Regions from separate parts of the Mus musculus genome. Here region 1 is linked to region 2. Evidence: chromatin contacts called from public Hi-C data. All regions are on one chromosome and are shown on one strand. Each heading gives the region's core, a stretch centred on a gene start, on an enhancer-like site or on the middle of the called end of the contact. The rest is flanking DNA. Distances are from core to core; before and after follow the strand shown. Region 1 overlaps Gm46889 (a long non-coding RNA gene). Region 2 overlaps Tut4 (terminal uridylyl transferase 4).

Region 1 (4,205 bases), core at 461-2,960, 170 kb after region 2:
TCAGTCTGATCTTCTTCTTTTCTTTTGTTATTCTGAAACAGGGTCTTAAGTTTGTAGCCCCAGATGGCCTGGAACTCATTCTATAGGCCTTGAATCTGTAGCAACTGGAGGGCTAGGGTTATAAATACGCAGTCCCTCATCCCTGCTGTTTATAGGATTCTGGGCCACATTCCCCTGAGGCACCAACTCTGAGGCCTGGGAAATTGTCTGCCATGCCAGGACCCTTCTGAGGTCCTAAGAGTACTCCTTCCTTCTCACAGAATCAGGGTCACAGCAGGGCCAGTCTAAGCTCAACTCCAGGCCTACCACGCACTCACCGTGACCTTGGGCAAACTATATCTGAGTCCCCACCCCCATCCCATTTCCTCATCTGCAAAACAGGCCCCAGCCTTCCTCCCAGGCACTCTCTTCCAGGAGGCCCCTGTACACAGAAGGCAATTAAGGTCACTATTCCTACCTACCCCACAGCAGCTTCCTGATCACAGCTTGCTGCCACTGGCTTCTGGAGACTGCTGGGGCCTCGGGGAACCTGGTCAGAAGCCATCGGTGGGTGGGGAGCAGTGTCAGCTGCTATTCCTGGAGTAATGGAACCCAGCTTGGTTCAGGTTCCCTCAGGGAACCCTGGCCCAGGGGCAGTTTGCTAAAGGTGAGCAGAATAGCCAGCTTAGGCATGTTCTCCTGGGCCATCCGTGTAGCCAAGCCAAGAGGACTCTGGAGCACAGAGGGAGCTGTGGGGACACCATGTCCCACTGCAGCTGGCCTTAGCTTCTAACTCCTGTTCCCCAGAATCTACTCAAGCCTCAAGATACCGTATGTGTGCTGCTTGGTTTCCAGCATCTGAATGGAAGGCTGCAGGCAGAACCAAGTCTTTTTTTTTTTTTTCGAGACAGGGTTTCTCTGTATAGCCCTGGCTGTCCTGGAACTCACTTTATAGACCAGGCTGGCCTCGAACTCAGAAATCTGCCTGCCTCTGCCTCCCTAGTGCTGGGATTAAAGGCGTGCGCCACCACGCCCGGCTCAGGACCAAGTCTTAATCCCAGTTGCTGTCCACAGGGTCTGTTGTGTTCCTACTAGCTACATTGGCCGAGACTTGGTCTCTCTGTCTGAAAAATGGAGAGAATAAACGTTTCCTTGTAGGGTTGTGGAGAGGACTAGAACAGTTTGTACTCAGACAGTGGTCAGTCATGATGGGGACCATGAGCTCCTAAGTGACAAATGCTGTCAGGGGCTCTGTGTCCCCAGCATCCAGCCGCAGTGCTGGCTGAGGGAGTAAGGAGGAGCGGAGGGCAAGGCTGTGCTTGCCTGAGGCTCACCTGTCCCTTCACGGATGGACAAGCTTTGTTCCCAGAGCCCTGCTGTGGGGAGGTGGCAGAACCTCTGGGAGGAGGGCCCTTAAGGGAGAGTTTTAGGTCATTGTGGAGTCGGGGATGAGGTAAGTCTTTTGCATGTTGATATGTTTGTGAGACAGGTATCCGTGGGCCTTCATGTTTACCCGTGCATGCAAGTGGAGCCCAGAGTCTGACAGCAAGTATCTCCCTTGACCACTCTCCACCTTACTTATTGGGCAGGGTCTCTCACCTGTATCCAGAGATGGCTGATGTGGACCAGTCTAACTAGTTCTGCCTGTTCTGGGGATCCCTTGCCTCCATCACCCCAGTTGTGGGATTGTAGGACGATGACCACACCCACCTGGCTTTCTTGGTTCTGAGGATCTGACCTCTGTTCCACATGTTTGCACAATAAGCGCTTTACCCGTGAGTCATCCTTCTAGGTTCACTCCCTCTTGGCAGTTCTTCCTTTTTTTTTTTTTTTGGTTTTGGTTTTGGTTTTGGTTTTTCGAGACAGGGTTTCTCTGTATAGCCCTGGCTGTCCTGGAACTCACTTTGTAGACCAGGCTGGCCTCGAACTCAGAAATCTGCCTGCCTCTGCCTCCCGAGTGCTGGGATTAAAGGCACGTGCCACATTGCCCAGCTCAGTCCTTCCTTTCTTTCTCTTTTGGTTTTTCAAAACAGGGATTCTGTGTGTAGCCCTGTCTGTCCTGAACCGTCTCTGTAGACCAGGCTGGCTTCAGACTCACAGAGATCCGCTGGGATTAAAGGCATGGGTAACCGCTTCCTGGTGCCCTTGGTAGTTCTCAAGGATCTTGTTACATAGCTGGTGGTGTGTAATCCTAGTACTGTAAGGATTCCACTAATTCAGGGCTAGCCTTGGCAATGTAGCAAGCTGAGCCGACAGCTGTGGATGTTTGAATGAAGAGGCCCCAATAGGTTCATATAGCTAAATCTTGGTCTCCAGTTGGCTATTTGGGAAGAAGTAAAAGGTGTAGCCCTATTGGAGAAGGTGTGTTACCAGGAACTGGGTCCCAACCAAATGCTTTCTTTTATATTGCCTTATTAAAGATGTTTTATCAGACAGGTGGTGGTGGTACATGCCTTTAATCCTACAATTTGGGAGGCAGAGGCAGGCAGATCTCTTATCAGAATTTGAGGCCAACCTGGTCTGCAGAGGATGGCAAGTGTCATGGATGTTCTGATGGGTGACGGCTATGTGTAGACACAGGGGCCACTGCATCACTGCAGCCTGGAGGAACATGCAGCCTTCCAGACCAGGAGGCCAGAGACGGAAGGGGTTCCAGGAGAAAATCCAGTATAGGCAACCTGGGTACTTCTGTTGTTTCTTTCTCATTTCATTCCTAATAAACTTACCAATGGAAGTGTATATATTCAAGGTATACAATGTCTGTTAGTAGTTATCAAACACATCCACCCCCACAGTTAGCATGTGTGTACTGGCCACCTTTTGGTGGTAGCTCACACAGACTACAGGCAAATCCCTGATGCAGAAACCCAAGGAACAAGAAGGAGCCAAATACAGTGGCATGGGGGTGGGAGACACGTTGGGGAAAGGGCTGTCTTTCCGATTTAAACAGTACAGAGGACTGATACATAAACTGTATGTAATACAATTGGCACTTCTCAGGCCAGAGGAGGGGCAACAGCTGGGAACAGCTTCCACTGGGCGCCTGCTGTTCTCAGGGAGTGTGTTCAGGCAGCAGAGGAAAGAGAGGGGCCCCAAGCCCCCCCCCCCGCCCCAGGCCTACCTCTTGCAGCTGCTCTATGCCATCAACCCCCCTCCCCAGAAAGCCCCTTCCTTTGCTCCCCAGATAGTTAAATGATGGCAGCCGGGTTTTAAAGGCTAGACTCCCACAGAAGCTAACAAAACAATGGGGCAAGAAACAATGACCTAACTAAAGAATCTGCCTTCGCAGTTGCTTAACCATCCCAAGGACCTGTCGGAACGATCACTTTCTTATCTACCTGAACACAGAAGGTTGGGCAGCTTCTCCAAGATCAGAGAGTCAATAACGTGCAGAACAAAGAGTGGACACCAGTATCCGCCCTTCGGACCTAAGAAGTGAGGCCTGGGTCCACACAACCACTGCAAACCATGAGAAGGGAGGCTTCCAAGTGAAGATCTGTGTGGCAAGAGCGGCTCGGAAGTCAAAGCTTTCTAAAACTGTATTTAATCTTTTAGTATCTTCATCATTAGTATGTGTGGGTATCTGCATGCTACAGACATACAGGGAGCCTGGATTCACTTACCTTGTTTATATGAGAGTTCTGGGGATTGAACTCCAAGTATCAGGTTTTGGGGGGGGAGAGGGCAAGCACTTTTACCCACTGACTCATCTTACGAGCCCCTAAAACAATTACTTTTTAATGAGTTTTTCTCATTCCTTGTCAGATGCCCTAAACAGGTGAGTCCACCTCACTAATCCTGAATGGTGCACACTGCACAACACCATCAGGGCACTTTCTCTGCCCTGTGCTGCTCTGCACAAAAGTTTTCAAACAATTTCATAAAACAAACAAACCAAAAAAAAGTAACTTATTTTTAGATGTATTTACATCGATTTTAAAAAACAGCAAACAGCTGTTTCTTGTTCAACCCATTCACACAAGCGTCAAATCAGAATGAATGACTCCCACCATCTTTGCAATTGCCCCAGCTAAAATTTATGTTTCTCTTTAAATTCATGCTTGACTGTACTCTTAAATTTTGTTCTCCAGTTGCCTCAGTCTCTTCCCCGCCCTCCCTTGCCTCACAGTCTTTGCTCAGGCCCCATATCATCCATATGTCCCACGCTGGAATTTTTTTTTTTTTTTTTTTTTTTTTTTTTTGGAAACAGAGCCTCATTATGCAGC
Region 2 (4,464 bases), core at 1,190-3,689:
TGCAAGTCCCTGTAGAGACCAAAAGAGAGTGTTGAATCTCCTAGAGCTAGAGTTACAGATAGTCTACTGAATACTAGTACTAAGAATCAAACTCCAGTTCTCTGGAAGAAGTGTTCTCAACTGCTGAGCCATCTCTGCATACCCTACACCCTGTGTTTTTATATTGATTCTGGGAATAAAATTCAGGTCCTCATGCTTACAAACACTACCTAGTAAGGCATCTCTCCAGCCTTATATAAATTACTATAAATATCCTTTTTGAAAATATTTAATCACAAAATTCCTGATTCTTCATTCTTGTGCTAAAAAACAAAAACAAAACACACAAAACTTGTCTATTCTGGTATTTTGGAGCAAAAGCCTTCATTTCATATCATGCATGGTTTCTTTCTTTCTTTTACATTAGACATGCTTCGGCAATTCCTGTTAGTTCTATCTTCAAACATAACCCGTTTCTGACCACTGACCTCCAGAACTGCTGTGCTTCATCTGTACTCATGTCGCAGTTCTCTCAATGTTCTTGCTTGTACTCTCATAGTGCTACAATCTGTTCACTGAGATCGTATCATTTAATGCTACAAATTCTACATGGCTTTCACTAAATGAAAAGTCCTTCTATCAATGTCCAAAAGGTTCTAATGATCTAGTCCTTAAAATATCTCTATGACCTTGTCTTTCTATTTACAACCTATCTTGCATATTCCACTCCAAACATACTGGACCTCCCAGTTGGTCTCTAAACACATCAGATAGAATCTAAGTCTTGGAATCTACCCTTCCTTTACATAATGTACTCTCCAGGATTTCATATAATTTGTTCCTTCATATTATTCAGACTCAACTCAAATGCTACCTCAAAAGGGATTTACTACCCAACCTATCACTTCTTTTATCACAATACTTTTAATATCATTTAATATTTACTGAAATATTTATATTTATCTCTCAAGTTGACTACTATCCTGTCTTAAATATACTCCTCATGCAAGCAGTTCTTATCTCTGTTATTAGTAACACAGCCACAGAGACTAAAATAGTATATAACATATAACAGTTAAACATTAAGTCAATCAAACTCAAAACTATGTGATTATAGTAGCAATAACAACCAACTTTTAGCCTATGACATACCATCATATTCTTTTTGAATAAACTTTTCCAAGCCAATTAAAATTTGTTCCCTGTTGTGTTGTTCAGAGCAAGGTGGTGATAATTCATCTATATTAAAGAGAAAAAGAAACATGAAAACAAAATATAAAAAATTTTCAGATTTTTAACTTAAAAATTTTGACTCTCAATATTTTTACTGCTTATTTACTTTTATGACTTTAAACCCATAAATGAAACTAGAGAACGGGCAAAGAGACAAAGAAGAAAACCTTAAAGCACATATGTATATTTTACCTGATAATCTCCCCTATATTCTACACATGCATTTACCTTTTGAAAACTAATTAATACTGCTTTCTTTAGATATTTAGCTCTTTCCCTTATTTTCCTCCATCTCAACAGGTTCAGTTACCAACGCACCCACTTAAATCTTGTCCAGATTTCCAAGTTCCCTACAAATCAATCTACCTCCCTGCAACCTTGACACTTCATCTTGACTGACTTTCTCTACTATTTCAAATTGCCTGACACTAGCAAATGATTTTCTAATGTTCTTGCAGTGTTCCAGTCTTCATTTATATTACTTTTTCCTTCCCAAGGGGATCATACAAATGTCTTAAGAATATGTGTGCCTCACTCCTTCTCCAAAGACACATCCTCAGATCTCTACATAGCAATGAAAATAATGTAATGTCTGTTATAATTCATTAAATCAGCATTTACTTTTATGAATGGAAATGTATCAGGCTGGAGTGATGGCCCTGAAGTTAAGAGCATTAGCTACTATTCCAGCGGACCCAGGTTCAATCCCCTGGACTCCGATAGTGGCTCACAACTATTTGTAACTCCAGTTCCAGGGTATCTTTTCTTTCTTTTGTTGGTGTAATGTTTGTTTACTTAGTTATATGAAAGAAATGGGAACATCACAGCACATAAAACCCTCCCTACTCTAGCCTCTGAGGTTTCTGCACAAATTGGAATATAGATATACTTGAAGGCAAAATACCCATATGCATAAAATAATTTTTAAAATAAAAATAGAAATAATAATAAAAAGTAAATACATGAGTATTTATAGAGAGAGGAAAAATGAAAAATAAAGTTTCAGGGTTTTGTTTTGTTGGTTTGGGGCTGTGAAAGTATTCTATATAACAGATATATATGTTATGATTTAGTTAACTACTTGTGTTAAAAAGAGGCTTTGTCCTAGAGCAGCATGCTACTGAGATGGAGTCTTTAAGAGGTACAATAATAGTAGGAAGTCTGCAGTCATAGGAGACATGCCTTGAAGAGGGGAAATACTGGAATCCTATCCACTTCCTCTTCTCGTCTGCACAGCAAAGAGAAATGGTTTTGCTACACCATACATTTTTGTTACTGCTTCATCATAGGCACAAAGTTGACAAAACCAAATAGGTTCTAGACTAAATCCCTTAAACTCTAAACCAAAATAAACCTATTTTTCTTTTAAGTTGATTCCTCTGAGGTTTGCCTTAACATGATTAAGTGCTAACACAAAAATCACAGAGCACTGCAGCACCAAGCATGAACAGAAGTGAATAAGAACAAACTATATTTGTAATGATTCCATGGAAACCCATAGCAAGCTAAAAAAAAAGAAAAAAAAGAAAAAAAAAACAATAAAAATATAACTGTTTTAAGGTCTACAAATTTTACAAAATAGTATGAGATCACAGGATCTCAGGATGGAATGCAGATTGTGATGAAAGAATCTATTTTATAAATGTATGAAAAGCCTTCGCTCATGAAAATGAACGAAAGGGAAGTCTACATAGTGAGTTCCAGGACACCAAGGGGTAAACAGACAAAAATACCAACAGCAGTCTAAGAAAAAAAGGACAATGAGTACAATCTGTAAGTTTAAAGCCAAAAGAAACTATATGCAGGCACACAATTCTGATGATGCTACTTCTAAAGAGTTTAGTTTCACAGTTCTCAGACTGATAATACAGATGGTATTAAAATGAAACAAGTAATTTTTAGTAGCAGATTGTGAGAAGTGGGATTCCCCTTATTGGAGAAGAGAAAAAAAATTTTAAATGTAATGGTTCAGAATAGGAGATTCTGTGAAATCATGTTTAGGCTAACATAAATAAAATGACTGCATACAGAAAAATTTGTAGGTAAAATTCTAACACATTGATTTTCTTGCTCTGAGAGCGCTTACAATCAACAACTTTCCAGTAATCAGAAAACATGATGGATGTGGTAGCACAAACCACTAATCCCACTCAGGAGGCAGAGACTACATAGGGAGACTCTGTCTCAAAAACAAAACAACAACAACCAAAAAAAAAAAACCCACCTTGTATTCACATCTTGAATTCTAATACTATTCTCCAATGAAAGAAATTAGGATACCTTGGAGAAAAGTGCAACTCTTATACTAAGTCAGAAAATATACACAATAAGCTTAGAGTATCTTGTAGTCCCCAAAGAAAGAAACCTAAAAAACAAATAAACCCCACACACTGATGAGCTTATGTCAGAGACACAAGCTCCAACAAGTTACATTGGGTTACATTCACAAGTATAAGGTTTACATGAGTAAATAATAAAATAAAGAAATGACTAATTACAGAGGCAGTACCCTATACCTTAATAAAGCCGATTTAAGAACATGTGTTATCAACTGGGTGTGGAGGCATATGATTTTAATCCTATCACTGACCAAACAAAACTGAAAAATTGTTTTAAATGAAAAAATAAATATTCAATATCTAATAATTACTTCAAGTAGTTATAATACCAAACACTTACCAAAACATCTTTTACATACTAAATCAAGTATTTCTCGAAATCGGTTTGTCATTGGTGGTAGAGGTTTTAGATCAATTTTCCTGAAATCCTCTGGACAATCATTTTTTGAATGGCCATCCTTTTTGCAGATGCTGCATACTATTGTTGGCGGCTAAATAATGGTTAAAAAAAATTAATGAACTTCTAAGTTATTTCATCACATAGAAAGCAGATCCAAAAATGTAGCAGCAATAAACACTATGTAGTTAACTCAATTCACATAACCTACTCAATTCAGATTTTTGTAGAAAGTTATGAAACGCAATTAATATAAAAATTTGTTTAACTGCTTTCCTCTCCCACTAAAATTACATAATAAACAGTTTACTCAGAAATTAGTAGGCAATACAAAAGGTTTGTATTATTCAAACAACTTGATCAACTCCCAAAAGAAAGCATATTTAATATATTTATTTATTTGTCTGGGTTTTTCCCCCAACACAATCATTATCTTTATTTTATGTGTATGAGTGTTTGGCCTACAGGTGTAGGTAGGCACCATTTGCACGCTGGTTCCCTGAGGTTAGAAGGAAT

Evidence for each region. A called contact is a pair of places that touch in the nucleus more often than the background predicts.
Region 1: a contact with region 2 is called in a Hi-C map of bone marrow-derived macrophages, with 18 read pairs. The contact joins two enhancer-like sites. A contact is called at or near these places in 8 of 39 promoter capture datasets (the C10 cell line, the HPC-7 cell line, cranial neural crest and 5 more), 4 of 15 datasets of contacts at CTCF or cohesin (CD8 T cells, large pre-B cells, pro-B cells and 1 more), 22 of 484 Hi-C or Micro-C datasets (the AtT-20 cell line, B cells, the C2C12 cell line and 18 more), 11 of 115 datasets of contacts at active chromatin or transcription factors (bone marrow-derived dendritic cells, cardiomyocytes, embryonic basal ganglia and 4 more) and 4 of 9 other capture datasets (adipose tissue, embryonic stem cells, liver and 1 more).

Annotation. Positions count from the first base shown.
Region 1 is chr4:108,344,821-108,349,025 of GRCm38.p6, reverse strand. Gm46889 (a long non-coding RNA gene) reads left to right here. Exons shown (of 2, transcript XR_001784545.1): 2 at 3,269-3,533. Among named protein-coding and RNA genes, the nearest start is that of Gm46889, 4.3 kb to the left of the region's middle. Within about 2 kb of position 1,710, at least 99 of the 459 cell types and tissues checked have an H3K27ac peak or open chromatin away from gene starts, as enhancers often do. A contact at or near this core is called in bone marrow-derived macrophages, where this site is marked.
Region 2 is chr4:108,516,961-108,521,424 of GRCm38.p6, reverse strand. It overlaps Tut4 (terminal uridylyl transferase 4), which reads right to left. Exons shown (of 31, transcript NM_175472.4): 15 at 3,892-4,042; 16 at 1,132-1,218. Among named protein-coding and RNA genes, the nearest start is that of Gm25827, 2.8 kb to the left of the region's middle. Within about 2 kb of position 2,439, at least 1 of the 459 cell types and tissues checked has an H3K27ac peak or open chromatin away from gene starts, as enhancers often do. A contact at or near this core is called in bone marrow-derived macrophages, where this site is marked.